Regions from separate parts of the Bombyx mori genome. Here region 1 is linked to region 2. Evidence: chromatin contacts called from public Hi-C data. All regions are on one chromosome and are shown on one strand. The core of a region is the stretch at or near the end of the contact, and the rest is flanking DNA. Distances in the headings are between cores, read along the strand shown.

Region 1 (2,700 bases), core at 164-2,663, 56 kb before region 2:
CGGTACGCGGGAAAAAAATATCGGGAAATTCTTTTTTCGGATGAAAAAATTTTTACCGTAGAAGAGAGCTACAACAAACAAAATGATAAGGTGTACGCACACAGTAGTGAAGAAGCGAGCAACCGTATTCCGCGTGTCCAACGAGGTCATTTTCCATCCTCGCTCATGGTATGGTTGGGAGTTTCTTATTGGGGCTTAACAGAGGTAGGTACATTTTTGTGAGAAAGGTGTAAAAACGAATGCAGTCGTGTATCAAAATATAGTCCTGACGAACCTTGTGGAACCTGTTTCTCATACCATGTTCAATAACAGGCACTGGGTATTCCAACAAGATTCGGCGCCAGCTCATAGAGCGAAGAGCACACAAGACTGGCTGGCGGCGCGTGAAATCGACTTCATCCGGCACGAAGACTGGCCCTCCTCCAGTCCAGATTTGAATCCGTTAGATTACAAGATATGGTAACACTTGGAGGAAAAGGCGTGCTCAAAGCCTCATCCCAATTTGGAGTCACTCAAGACATCCTTGATTAAGGCAGCCGCCGCGATAGACGACTGGCCGCGCAGATTGAAGGCCTGTATTCAAAATCACGGAGGTCATTTTGAATAAACTTTAGTGTCATAAGAATCTATGTTTTGTTAAGTTCATTTTGGTATATGAATGGTTACATAATGAATAAACTTGTTACAATTATTTTACATTACACTTGTGACAGAATTTATGACCTGACTAGGTATAGATAGATATCGGTGAATCAGCTCACGGTCCAGTTCATGTAAGTGTCGCCACCCACCCTGAAACATGAGATTGGAGTATCCATTGACTTATAACGGTTATCCAGTCACACCTTTCGAACAGGAATCCGAGATTGCTTCGCTGTTGAAATTGGCCAGATGGTGGTACCCCCTTATGCGGGCTTACAGTGTATCTATCTACCACTAATAATTACGCAACTTTTTGCGACTTTTTAATTTTAGTTTCACGATGTTATTTCGTCATCTTGGAAATCTTTCGAAGCACATATTAAGTGTGTATTTCCGAAGACCAATCGGTACCTCCCCGCGTGATTTGAACTTTTTTTTTATAGGATTGAAGGATTACTGGTGGCCCGGAGGCCTTTCCAGTTTCACCAGGACAGGTCCGGCCTGCTCGCATCGGTCTATACGACTACACCGGGCGTCTTCACTTTTAAGCTAGGATATATTCTAAGCTAAGACTTATTGAATTACACATCTGTGTACAATCTATTTTTCGTTTATTACATAACTCGATTACGTTCACGCAACAGCGTGTGTAAAGTGGACTCCTTCCATTAAAAAGCTGCTTGCTAAAACGTGAATGCATTTACACATCTGTCCTCGAGGCGAAACCGCGCCCAACAATGCGAGACCCGGTTTTGTAAGGTTTCCCATAATTGCGCCGGCTCTTGTATTGTTAGACGAGTTATAATTCATCGACCCTCTTAGCTGTCCACCTGCTTCCTTTCAGGTTATGTCAACGCGTGTTAAGGGAAAGGTATGTACAATTTATTTGACGACGATAATGTTCTTAACACTTTACAATATATTTAGGTCAGACGTGGAAAGTTGTTAAAAAATATCAATTACCCCCTAAAAGGGACCTCATTAAACAATCTATAACAATAAGGTTTTTTTACACTCAGACCTTATGTTCGAAATACAATTCTGTCAATTAGAATAAAGTCCAGGAACAAATCAAAGAGTAAAACAGCGCTTACAAATCACACCATGTCAAACCGAATCACAAAATGTAGGAGACCTTTCCGCACTGGCTCTTATAGGCAGCGGTTGACTACCCGCAAAAAATAGTAGATTTTAAAAATCGAACAATATTGTATTCTAATCAATAATATCTTGTTTTATAATTCTTATATTGTTTTATATTTACCATTAATTGCGAATTTAACAGACGGACTGATTTGTTTTTTTTTTTATGGTAGCGGGTAGATAAGCTTCCACAACGTTAACAAAACCACTTCGATAAAGCGGCACGACATGAGAATCCTCTCATCGTAGCAGCCGGAAACTACATAGCCGATCCTGCGGACCAAATGGTCGACGTTACTCAAACACGTCAATTCGGTTCCTCCCGATGCACAAACGATGCTTTTAGGTACCCCAAGCACCGGTCATCGTTCTCGTCGAACCCGTCGCTTGCGACGAAGGGCTCGGCGAGTAAATTAACCCACAGACACCACAGGCCCACTGAGTTTCTCGCCGGATCTTCTCAGTGGGTCGCGTTTCCGATACGAGGGATAGATTCTGCGAAGCACGGTTCTTGCTAGGGTTCGTGTTAGCAACATCGTCAGGTTTGAGCCCCGTGAGCTCACGTATGAGTTAAGGTAACGCTGATATGGTCTCTCAAATCCATCAGCTTAAGTAGGAAAAAAAAGGTAACAACGTTGTTAAACTGCATAACGAATTAGAGTACATTTTTCTTTTGTCGGTTTTGAGAAATATGTTCTTCGTAAAGCGTAAAGTATCTTGAAACTTCCCTTTAAAAAGCTGGCCTATTTTGTCAAGGGTACCCTTTTTCATTTTTGACAAACGAGTCTCCAGATCGAACCTCTGTGAACGGAGGGTCCCGGGTTTTTTGATAATATCTGGTCACGGGACAAATGTGTGATGTGGCCTTCATTGTACCCTGATTACAATGATAAACTCTGTATTTTGAGTGGTATG
Region 2 (2,700 bases), core at 106-2,605:
AATGTTTTGCTTTTGTTAATGTTCATAAATAATGCTTATTTTATTATTGTTTTAATATTAAATTATTATTGTCTAATTATAGTTGGATATTATAAGTTGATAAAAAATGCTATGCGATAGCTTTATCCCGCCAGTCCCGGAGTGCCACACGTGTTTTTTTTTTCATTTAAAAACGAAAAATAAAGAGAAAGTGCCACATCGTAAGCAGCTAAGTCTACGGTTTTTTGTATTATCAAGAGATCCCTGCCTCTGACTGGTGATTAGAAATGTGGATGCGTAATGAATCTTTGCCGTTTTGTTGTTTAAAACACGCCCTTCATTCAATCGCTTAAATTGGGTTTACCGCACGTTCTTCACTGAATAGAAACGAGTTTGCCGGGTTCAGTCGCTGATGTTAGATTAAAACGTCCTTTTTCGGGATTATTTTCAAGGGTTTAAAGGATTTTATTCATGGACCTAATTCGGTTGCTGTCAGACCCTTTATTTAAGATTCGAATTAACAATTTAACTCTCATGAATTCTGTATTGTCGGATAACGTGTTATAGTTTTTGGCGGATGATGTTACGTATAGTGAGACCGCATCAGCGAATCTAGATTCGCCTTCAGAAATGCTTCTAGTACACTTCACTGCATAAAGTTCTCTGCCCACATTAACAATGAAAAGTAATTGAAATTACAATACACTACTTGCAATACATTTATTATAAATATTTAGAAATAATGACGATCAGACATCTCAAATGTACTAGAGGTCCCGCAGTAGTCGAAATTCGACTATAATTAATTGGAATTGTAAGTTTGTACACTATTATGATTGTATTTTATACTTCTATAATCAGAAATTTCGCCAAGGCTACAAGGCTATATAAAAATATGAATAAAGACAAACAATATTTAATCTATTCTCAATTTGACCACAGACGTCAAGAACAAAAGTTTGACAATAAATAGTATGCATGCATGTGTGCGTCAAATGAATGGTATGTAGTGTGTGTAATGTTTTCTTTATTGATTTAATGTATCTTTTACGCATTATTTAAAAAAAAAAAAAAATTTAGCGTTGTGCACTTCTTCTCTTTGTTCTCTATAAGTGTAGAAAATTTCATACTCCTCCGTCCGCGCAATTTTCGTAAAAAGGGATACAAAGTTTTTGCTTCACGTATTAATATATAGATATACAAAAACTTTGAATACGTCCGTGTAGTTCATGTTACATAAAAAATGCATTTGCGAGACGCAGTATTGTAATCAAAAGTCTTTTGTTCTGGAGCCTATCTCGCATTCACGTTCCAGCCAATTGTTATGTCCGCATTGAGCGTTCGCAGCTCGCGAACGATAGCTTGTTCCAACAACGCACAAAGTACGCCAACGTATGGACAACTAATTGGCTAAAGTTGGACGTTGCTAACTTTGGCCGGAGCTGTTCCCTTAGTGGCCACAACTTCGTTTTTTTGTCACCGCTTATCTAAATTCGGCCAATGATCGGAGGCGCTGGCGGGACATTACAAGGAGCAAAATCTTGTCGACTTATAATGGTCACGACCCTCAGCAGTGAGGAAACGACGCGAGGAGGAGGATCTAAATTCGAAACAGCGTCGGTTCTTCTGGACAAAATAAAGGACCTCGCCTCCATTCAGCAAGTTGAGCCACAAGCTTCACAGATACTCGCCTACATTGGCCATTAGTACTTGTCTTATTGACCAACATGCGGATATCAATCGCTTTGTGTTAATTCATCTACGCCCGCATTGGCGGACGCTTGGTAAATAAATGCCATTAGATATGGCACATTGGACATATAAAAAAGTAGAGCTTTCAGCCGTTTTTTAATTAACTAAATGGAATTAGTACCTTCTGTTATGTTGCTATTATTTTGGCGCGTAATTGACATAGTTTTGTACGCTTCATGTTTTATATGGCGTGATTAGAATATTTTACGGCTTCTACACAATAATAATATGTTGTTGTTTTTATGGATTTATTTAGATGTAGATATGGATGTATTTAGATGTAGATGTAGATTGGTTTGAAAGGCGGGGCAGCCGTTGTAAGTATACTGAGACCCTAGAACTTATATCTCAAGGTGTGTGGCGCATTTACGTTATAGATGCCTATGGGCTCCAATAGCCACTTATTACCTGGTGGGCTGTGAGCTCGTTCACACATATAAGCAATAAAAAAAATATGTATATGTAAGTATATATTTAAACGTATGTAAGTATGTATTTCAGTCACTTGTGCCCGGGAATCCTAATTTGGGGCCGTGACTTGTTCCCAGTTATTATTGTTATTATTTATGATTATAATATAACATGTGTGAGTTTTTGTGTACTGGAGAATATATAAGTAATATAAAAATAGTCACGCTTCAAAACCAATACATACATATTCTAACTACATCTGCACCGATGTTGAGGCATTTTCAATTAATTAAATTCCTTTGAACGGTTCACTGCATTTTTTCGATTCGCATAACAAACGTCCTAATTAGAATTCCCAGCGGTGGGCAACGCCTGGAAACTATTTCCCGGCGCGGCGTCGTATTTTCCTCTGATAAGATCTCGACATGATTATTTATGCCGCCATTAGGGGAACTAACCCTATCGATATGCCACTTTATATGCGGTTTTTGTACAGTGATGTGGATAAGTAAAAAAAATAAAAAGGAAAAAAAAATACAATAAAATATGCATATTAAC

The links. A called contact is a pair of places that touch in the nucleus more often than the background predicts.
Region 1: a contact with region 2 is called in a Hi-C map of posterior silk gland, with 1.6 times the contacts expected there. The contact joins two enhancer-like sites. A contact is called at or near these places in 2 of 7 Hi-C or Micro-C datasets (posterior silk gland and whole pupa).

What each region holds. Positions count from the first base shown.
Region 1 is chr18:4,390,699-4,393,398 of ASM3026992v2, reverse strand. The region is part of intron 1 of LOC101741393; the gene reads left to right. Among protein-coding and RNA genes, the nearest start is that of LOC105841974, 10 kb to the left of the region's middle. Within about 2 kb of position 1,413, at least 3 of the 8 cell types and tissues checked have open chromatin away from gene starts, as enhancers often do.
Region 2 is chr18:4,334,401-4,337,100 of ASM3026992v2, reverse strand. All of the region lies in intron 2 of LOC101741393, which reads left to right. Among protein-coding and RNA genes, the nearest start is that of LOC119629860, 29 kb to the right of the region's middle. Within about 2 kb of position 1,355, at least 5 of the 8 cell types and tissues checked have open chromatin away from gene starts, as enhancers often do.